2 separate regions of the Sus scrofa genome follow, and region 2 is linked to region 1. The links are chromatin contacts, called in public HiChIP or PLAC-seq maps. All regions are on one chromosome and are shown on one strand. Each heading gives the region's core, a stretch centred on a gene start, on an enhancer-like site or on the middle of the called end of the contact. The rest is flanking DNA. Distances are from core to core; before and after follow the strand shown. Region 1 overlaps LOC106510586 (a long non-coding RNA gene). Region 2 has its middle 9.6 kb from the start of NLRP2.

What was found. HiChIP or PLAC-seq counts read pairs in DNA pulled down with a chosen protein or histone mark.
Region 2: a contact with region 1 is called in an H3K27ac HiChIP or PLAC-seq map of alveolar macrophages. The contact joins two enhancer-like sites. A contact is called at or near these places in 5 of 47 Hi-C or Micro-C datasets (blood, embryonic fibroblasts and liver) and 1 of 2 datasets of contacts at active chromatin or transcription factors (alveolar macrophages).

Annotation. Positions count from the first base shown.
Region 1 is chr6:58,922,656-58,927,369 of Sscrofa11.1, forward strand. It overlaps LOC106510586 (a long non-coding RNA gene), which reads right to left. Exons shown (of 3, transcript XR_002344799.1): 2 at 3,429-3,579; 3 at 975-1,907. Among named protein-coding and RNA genes, the nearest start is that of TTYH1, 33 kb to the left of the region's middle. Within about 2 kb of position 2,251, at least 7 of the 83 cell types and tissues checked have an H3K27ac peak or open chromatin away from gene starts, as enhancers often do. A contact at or near this core is called in alveolar macrophages, where this site is marked.
Region 2 is chr6:59,179,491-59,184,204 of Sscrofa11.1, forward strand. No RefSeq gene overlaps it. Among named protein-coding and RNA genes, the nearest start is that of NLRP2, 9.6 kb to the right of the region's middle. Within about 2 kb of position 1,956, at least 1 of the 83 cell types and tissues checked has an H3K27ac peak or open chromatin away from gene starts, as enhancers often do. A contact at or near this core is called in alveolar macrophages, where this site is marked.

The DNA.
Region 1 (4,714 bases), core at 1,001-3,500:
GTTCTTCCTAGTTTGTTCATTTTCCCCCATGTTTGTTGCGTTTTATTTTTTGCAGTGGGAAGTTAAATCTAAAACAACCTAGTCGACATTTCTGGGAACTGAACGTGTCATCAGCGTTTCTTTCCAGCCTAGTACCCAGCCTTGACTCCATGCATTTATTTAAATCCTTCGGAGTTCCCGGTGTGGTGCAGAGGAGGCAAATCCGGCTAGGAACCATGAGGTTGCGGGTTCGGTCCCTGGCCTTGCTCAGTGGGTTAAGGATCCGGCGTTGCCGTGAGCTGTGGTGTAGGTCGGTCGCAGACTCGGCTTGGATCTGGCGTTGCTGTGGCTCTGGCGTAGGCCGGTGACTACGGCTCGGATTGGACCCCTGCCTGGGAACCTCCATATGCCGCAGGTGCAGCCCTAAAAAGGACAAAAGACAAAAAATTTAAAAAAATTAAAAATAAGTCCTTAATGTCCCCATCCTACCCCCACACAATTCACCTATGTCCTAGAAGGCAAGAGCTCCTTCATGGGTCTAGGCACAGAATTTTGTTTTTTTTTAATAAATGAAAGACGTATCTTTATATTATATATTATTGCTAAATATAACACAGCAGAGATCAGCGAGAACATAGGGGCTTCCCTGGTTGAGACCCACCCCCACCATTTACTTGATGCCCAGGGCTAATTAGTTAACCTGCCTCAGTGTCCTCATCTGTAAAATGGACCTAATAAAGGAAACCCCTTGACAGAGTCTTGAATGAACTAAGCAAACTCCCTGATGGAGGACTCGGAGCAGTGACTGGCATTTAACAGGTGCTCAGCAAGTATTACCTGTTATGCTTTTATTTTTTATTTTTTTATTTTTGCTCTTTAGGGCCACACCTGTGGCATATGGAGCTTCCCAGGCTAGGGGTTGAATTGGGGCTGTTGCCACTGCGACCTACACCACAGCTCACAGCAATGCCGGATCATCAACCCTCTGAGAGAGGCCAGGGATCCAACCTGCAACCTCATGGTTCCTAGTCGGATTCAGTTTGCTGTGCCAGGATGGGAACTCCTAGCTGTTATTTTTAGGCCTCCTCTGATTCCGTCTGGAGGAAGTGGTCATATAAATACAATGTAGACAAAAAAAAAAAATCTGATTTTGCCAGGCTTATGTGCAAAACCTTTCCCGTTCTCCTAAAGATAAAATCCCAAATCTTTACAGAGCCTTTTACAAAGCCCTACACATTCAGTCCCTATTGAAGCGTCTCCTCAATGCTTTCCCGTCTCCACGCTGTCGGGATCATCTCGACTCCTTAGAATTGGCAAAATTATTTCCTGACTCGAGGTTTTCTTGAAAGCTGTCTCCTCTGCTTTCCCGTGTGGACACTTCATCAATCCTCACTCACCCTCCCACGGAGTCTCAGCATCATCAGGCGAGCCTGCCCTGAGGTCTGGACTCAAGGTCATGCCTCCTTTTACCCGGAATCACGGCCCTCTTTTCCCCTAGCGCATCTCCCATGGGAGCAGCCATGGCCTACTGTGCACCCAACTTTCATGGCTTCTTTTATATGATGTGGTGTCCTCACGGGAGGACACTGTCCCACCGGGCGCTAGACCCAGTCTATCTTGCACCCAGCTGTGGACCCATGACTAATCTTCCTCGGCTAAACCAGAGCAGACAGGATAGATGCCACGTCGGAATTCTTCTCTAAAAGAAGTGAGTGTGCCATTTTCACTCTTTCTCCTTCCCCACTTTGGTAGCAGAGTAAGTCCGCCAAGGTCTTAGGTGATGCCAAAGCCAAAAAGGTGGAAGAATCCTGGGAACATTAGTCACCCCGTGGAGGAGCTCCAGCTGCCGGTGTGCGAGCACCCATTCCGAAATGTTACCTGAATGAGAAATAGACTTTCCCTTGAGATGAACTACGGATCTTTCGAGGCTGAGGTGTAAAAAAAAAAAGAGAATCCAGCGTCACCAGAAGTTATGGATCATGCCCTGCAATCACGTAATTTTGGGGACACCTGGAGGTATGTCTTCCTCATTAATGTGGGCCCTCTATTAATTTGCCTATCTCGAATATTTGGCACAGACCCAGGTCCTTAATAGACACCTGATACATATGCAGAGATTGAACAAAGCAAAAGAGAAAAAAAAGAAAATTCACAGTCACATCCATCCAAGTTCCAATTTCTTTAAAGGAAGTGACTTGCTTAAGGTCCCACCGACCACATGAGCCACCATTAAGTCATCACTGATGTCCAGTTCCTACAGTGCTCAGAGTCCCTCTCCACCCTCATGTTCAAGGGGGCATGTGTGTGGGAGGAAGAGTCCTCTCTGGTAACCGCCCCTCAAGGAAGGAGGAACTAAAGCCATGTGGATGAACTTTCTGGAAAACATTTGGTCAGAAAACCACGGGACGGTCAGGGCTGGGTCTCTGACCGCCGTATCCTGTCCATCGGTCTGTCTGCACAGCGGAGGCTGGTGGGGCAGCATCCTGCTGGCCATGTTTGCTTTTCGGCTTTCCCTGGGTGAATACGAACATGGCAGGAGGGGACCTCTGGGCTGGGGACTGGGATGCTAGGACTCCAGGTCCTTCCCTGGACCCACCTCCTGGTTGGATGGATGCCACAGGACCTTAGTGACGCAGGGGGGAACAGAGACAACGAGAGGAAGGCCTTGTCTCCCCACCCACCCCCGAGTTTCAGGATTCCTTGCCCCCTCCCTGAATCAGAAGCTTAGGGCCTTAATCAGGTTCAGTTTCTGAGTGAAGAATGCAGCTTTTTTTTTTTTTTTTTTTTTTTTTTTTTGCTTTTTAGGGCTGAACCCTAGGCACACGGAAGTTCCTAGGCTAGGGGTCGAATCCGAGCTTCAGCTGCTGGCCTACACCACAGCCATAGCAACACAGGATCTGAGCCGTGGCTATGACTTACACCACAGTTCACGGCAACACCAGATCCTTAATGCACTGTGCGAGGCCAGGGATCGAATCCACAACCTCATGGTTACTAGATGGATTCGTTTCCCTTGAGCCACAAGGGGAACTCCAAATGCAGCAAACCTGGATTGTTCTTCTGGGGGCTGAGTCTGGACCACAAGATTTGGATAAAAGAGAGTAAGTCTCTCTGCTCAAGTTCTCTCTTCTTGGATCAATGCAATTGACTCCCACCAGCAGAGCTAGAATTTGGATAAGAAAAGGCTGGGCAGATGTGCTTGTGTGGGGAGTGCTCTTGGAGTCTAATCTCTAAAGTGCCCAGATACCAGGAGACTCTAGATTCGATCCCTTTCAAGAGAGCTACTCCAGAGCCATCATCCTGGCTGATCCAGATTCAGCATTCCAGCGGTACTCTGGGGCTGGGCGCTGTCTGGGCTGATGAGTACCGTCTGCAAGAGACGGAAATCCTGGGCTTTGGGATGAAGATTCCACAGGGCCCCATTATCCATCACGTCAACGGCAGCTGACCTTTCAGGGCTTTGCCACGGTCAGGATGGCAGCCAAAGCCACCACTGGCGATTTCAGCTCGGACGCACAGGCTGGACACCAGGGGTTGACGAGGTTTGGGCCCTGCCCCCTGTAGTCACAGAAAGGAGGAAACACACGGGCCACGTGGAGCCTGGCACAGAGATAAGAACAGAAGGCATGAGACGGGGAACCCCCTCTCAGGAGCCCACTTCCCTTTCTTCTGGTCCTTTGCAACGATTACTCCCAGGACTTGCACTGGCTTCTGGAGGGAATGCAGAGGTGCATGTCTTTACTGCTCCTGGGAACTCCAATTCGGCAAGTCCCTTCTAGTTCCAGGGGCACCCATCAATCCAGATGGGGCACAGCCTGGTGGGGTTATAACGACATGCAACTTCACTGTCCAAACCACTGCATATTTTCTTCTTTAGCTCAATTTCCGCACAAGGCAGAGCGGTCAGGAGGCTCCCTTTCTCCCTTCACAGTGGAGAAGTCTCTCTGAGAGGCGGTTTTACCCACAGGGGACTTGACTATCCATTCTCCTTGGCATCCACCTGTGACCCTAAGAAGTATACAGTCGGAGTTCCTGTCATGGCGCAGCAGAAACCAATCCGACTAGGAACCGTGAAGTTGCGGGTTCGATCCCTGGCCTCGCTCAGTGGGTTAAGGATCTGGCATTGCTGTGGCTGTGGTGTAGGCTGGCAACAACGGCTCTGACTAGACCCCTAGCCTGGGAACCTCCAGATGCAGCCCTAAAAAGACAAAAGACAAATAAAATAAAATAAAGTATACAGCCAAGAAATTCAGGCAGAAATAATGTGTGTCAGTTCCAGGCCATCAGCTTACAGGTGGCCATCCCTCTTCTACTTTCTCTTTCTCTTTCCTTTGGTTAGAAGCAGAGGACAACATTGCCCAAGAGATTGGAGGGGTTGCGAGTGGAAAAAGCTGACGTTCCTGAATCCCCTAAACAGGGAAATTCAAATTCTTCCCAGGGAAGCCCATACTGGCCATTTACAGGAGTGAACAAACTCCCTTTGTGTTCAGACATTGGTCTTTAAGTGTTGACTTGTTATAGTGGCGAGTGTTCCTCTCTCTTGTATCACAATGGGAGTTGAATAATTGATGAGCTGTTTGATTCCATCCCCTTATCAGATGGGAGCTCTGTTGCCGTGTAGGGCGGTATCTGCTTGTTCACGCCTGTATCCCAAACACCAGGCATGTGATGCTTAACGAATAAATGTCGGTCAAGTGGCTTCTGAAGAAAAGGAATTCACAAACTGACACTTGTG
Region 2 (4,714 bases), core at 706-3,205, 260 kb after region 1:
TCAATTGTTTTTATATGGACTACCTTTGAGGCAGTATTCTGGATACATTAGGTTTGAATGTGTTATAAAAATCAATTTTACCTGGTTCTTTGCACTTGTTTAATGCGGCTATTAGGACATTTTAAATTACAAATGTAGCTTGTGTTACCTGCTTACTACATTGTTTTATCGTGTTAAACCACCTTATATCTGACTTGCTGTTCAGTGCGCTGTGTTGGTCTGGAGTCTTCAGTTTTAAGTAGGTAGATGGGGGAGGGGCAAGACAGATGTAAGCATCGATATCCCGGTTCTAAAACGTGAAAACTTCAAAGTTTGAGATGTTGAAGTCTAGTGACGCATCTGCAGAAATCAGTACTGTCCATGGAAAGCTGACGCATGAGGGTCTAGATGCACCCCTTGCATTTAATGCGTCCCCTAGTTAACGTGACATGTGCATGGATTTTAAGGTATCTGGTTTGCCAGGAGGCGGCAGCTAACCCCAGCTGAAGGTTCTAAGCAGGGGTTCTCAAGCCTGGCTGCAATTACACTTATCTGGGGATCTTCAAAGAACCCGATGTCCGGGCATCTCCAACCCGACCTAAAAATCAGACTCTCTGGGCATCAATACTTTGAAATAAAGCCTCAGGGAAGTGTTCACCATGCAGCCAAGGTTGAGAACCACTGGTCTAGAAGAACTGGACACAAACTGAGGAAATGGTCCCCACGTATCCATCATCGTGTGGATGCAGGAAGTTCTCTGCAATGGGATTGGGTCTCGAGGGCCAATCCCGGAGCTTGGGCAGCAGGAGAAACTCCTTAATGTAAGGTTTCCTCGGCTTGCAGCCCTTACAGCCAGGACGCAAGTCCCGGAGCGGGAGGTGAGTGAGTAGCAGCCTGCTTCTTTGTCTCTCTCTTCATTCCACTGGTAAGTCGCTATGATAAAAATTCCTCCTCCCTTTCTTTGAATGTTTGGAGGTCAGACCTTTGAAAGGTTAGTGAGGTTTCAATTCAAACTCCTCTTTGTGCAAAGACACAATTATTCTTGGAGGGCAGACCCTGACAATGATGCCTTCCGTAACTTTAAATGGGTTTTTTTCTCTTGACGAACTTCAGCTCCCTAAAGTCGCTGGAATATGAGTGTAAACCAGATTAATTTCACCCAAATGAGCACAATATAGAATAGCACTATTTTGTATGTAAGCATTTCATGGTATCAAAGGTGAAAAGACTCTTGAAAGTCAATGGATTCATGAGTTGCCATAGGAAGCTGGTATCTAATTTCTTTCTCTTTTTTTTGGGTCTTTTTGTCTTTTTAGGGTCACACCTGTGGCATAGGGAGGTTCCCAGGCTAGGGGTCTAATCGGAGCTGTTGCTGCCAGCCTACACCAGTCACAGCAACGTGGGATCCGAGCCGCATCTGTGACCTGCACCACAGCTCACGGCAACGCCGGATCCTTAACCCACTGAGCGAGGCCAGGGATGGAACCCGAAACGTCATGGTTCCTAGTCAAATTCATTCCCGCTGCGCCATGATGGGAACCCCTCTAATTTCTCATTTTCCCTAACACTGTACCTAATCTCTCGTCTCTCTCTTTTAGGGGAGTTTCTAGAAGTAGCATTCGACACGCAGGTCTCCAAGTTAAGACAACTCAGGCATGTTCAGGTCCCTGCAATCTAGCTTCTTATCCTACCATTCTTCTTGAAATTGCTCTTCTTGAGAAATCATCTGCTAAATACAAAGGAAGTGGGACGCGTCCTTCTCTGACAGGTATCCACAAGGGGGCTGAATCATTCTTCTCCTCAACGTGTCCTCACGCCAATAAGACGCATGCGGAGTAAAGACAGGAAGGTCAGGAGGAGTGACGAGAATCTCCCCCCGCAATGTGATAAAACAGAACGACTGAACATGCGGAGGGAGGTAAACACATACTCTTTCCGAGAAAGATAACTGCTGCAATTACAGTCACGTGACACGTGTGACTCTTTCCTGCCATATCCGACAGGTATGCTGTGGTAATCACCACCCTTGAAGACACAGGAGGCTGTGACTTATGACGGAACGTCTCCCGGCTTAACTAAACACTTGATGCTGCGTGATCACTTGACTTTGCTCTTCTGAATGACCTTCATTTTTGCCTGGGATTTCTGGGGGTGCTGGGGTGGTGGTCTCTCAATCAGGGAGCAGAGGAACTGGGGTCACAGGCTCTCGCAAGAGTACTGGCTTTAACACTGGACATCTGGAGGGAAGCTGGCGCTCACCTCACCCTCTAGATCTCTCTTCTCCGTGTGTGCAAGGATCCCCTCGACACCATGACCTCACTGACCCCTTTCAGAAAAGGCTGACTTACATGACTGACACCGATTGGCGTATAAACAGCACTGGGAAAGGCGCAGTCGCATCATTTCTTTAAAAAGGAAGAAGTGTGTAGTACCTGCGATCTGAAAACAACCCTGAAATCATAGGGCCAAGAAAGACTCTGCAAACGAGAAAAAAATCTGAGATATTGAGGAGGTTTAGGGCGGGGTTTTTGTGCCTTTTGAGGAAGGTGAGGAGTTGGGAAGGGAGGATCATAGCCGCTCTGTTAATCGGAGAAGAGAAGGGAATTAGAAAAATGGGAGTTCCCGTCGTGGCGCAGCGGTTAACCAATCCGACGAGGAACCATGAGGTGCAGGTTCAGTCCCTGCCCTTGCTCAGTGGGTTAAGGATCCGGCGTTGCCGTGAGCTGTGGTGTAGGCTGCAGATGCAGACGCGGCTCGGATCCCGTGTTGCTGTGGCTCTGGCGTAGGCCGGCGACCGCAGCTCCGATTGGACCCCTAGCCTGGGAATCTCCATGTGCCGCAGGAGCGGCCCAAGAAATGGCAAAAAGACGAAAGAAAGGAAGGAAGACAGGAAGGAAGAAAGATGTCCTCTGTCTTGAGCCTGCATCAAACTCGAGGTGGGCTCATAAATACCTTAAAATGTTAGGTGATTTTTCCCCTTATGTTTAGCTCTCTGGTCCATTCTGAGTTAACCTTTGCATAAAATGGGAGACTCCACTTATGCAAAACTTCCAGAATAGGGAACTGCTTAGAGACAGGAAGCAGACTGTGGTTCCCAGCGGATGGAGAGGGGGGACACTGGGGAGCAGCTGCTTAGAGGAGAAGGGTTTCCTCCTGAGGTGATGAAAACGCCTGGACCTAGACAGAGGTGCTGGTCACACAACACTGTGAATGAACCAAAGGCCACTGAACTGTTCACATAACAGGTTCACATGAAATTTATGTTACGTGAATGGATTTTCGTTTATGTTTAATTAGCATGAAAAATATAAACTTAGTTGAAAAAAAGTTAGGTGATCAACAAGATTTGTCTCAGGCCCCAATGCAGCAGATTTAAAAGGCCTGTGGTTGGACGTTGGGCTGACAATTTCCCGTTTTTAGAGGCGGATGTTCACGTGGGGGATCAGATAGAGGGAAGCTGGCTTGATCCCCTCACATCTAAGCTGCACCGAAGTAGATTCGGGTGCAGCAACCTGACCCCCACAGGGTCCATAGTCCTTCTTGGAGCCCTGCCGCCTTCAGCAGGGGCTTTAACCGTCATGATGGCAGGACTCGTCTGCATGCCAGGCAGGACAGAGGGACAAATATGGAAGGAGCACTCGGCTCTCTCTGCCCCTTTTATCAGGATGGTGCTACCATTCTCAGAAGCCCCATCACATAGACATCGGCTCATTTCATCAGCCAGCGATGTCCTAGGAGCACCCTGAGCTGAAATTCGGTTCAGGATCAAGTTTGCAAATGGAGTTTGTGACCAAAGTTGAGAACGGGGTAGAGCGAGCGTGCGCCTGAGGATCACAGCACAGGAGTGGCTGTCGTCTGCCACCCTAAGCCCAGTCCCGCCTCAGGGTGAAGGGCCCAGGGATCCCAAGCAGCGGAGGTGGAAGGAACCCGGCTCACGTGGGCGCCTCCGACACGGGTGCCTATTCTCACTAGTTTCTCCTGTCTCTTCCTCCATGTTCCTCGAGTCAAAAACTGTGGATTTCTCCTAGAAGATGTAACCTGGATTCCACTAGTTCTGTCCAATTACACCCCATATCAAACAACCATCACGGCCAAGTGATGGACTGAAAGGTGACTCCAGAGATGTTTGTTACACCCGAAGTGGGTTCAGAGCCCACTTCTGCCACTTTCTGACCAGTGAAACTTGGATGATCCATCCAACGCCTCTGCGGCTGCAGCATCACTGCCTGAGACAGGGAGCATATAATACTTGGAGATACCCTAAAATGAGCCAAGTCCAAACGGCTCATTGCCATGCCTGGCACCTAGCAGGGACCAGGCAGGGACCAGCCAGGTGTCACCTGGCCCCACTCTCACCTGGATGAGTTCAGAGCCCTAAAGAAGGCACTGAGACAGACTCTCCTTGACCCAACTTGAGGCAGCCTCCTCGGAGTCCTTTTTCAGGAGACCTGACCTTGCCCCCCCCTCCCCGCCCCCAGCCCACCCTCGGCAAGAATCTCATTGATGTGACCTGGCAGGCCCCAGCCTTGATGTTGCCTGTTGGTCATCTGCTACCCACCGGCCCTGCCCTGCCCCTGGGCTACCAATCTTGACTTGTCCTTACTGTGTTGGAGGCTGAGGTCTAGCTCTCCTCTCCTCCAAAACCCCCGCCGCAGTAGCCTCTCTTGAATACAGCCCACCTTTCCATCTTCGAGTGTCAGGAAACTTCTTTGTTCACCATCTCCTTGAGGGGACT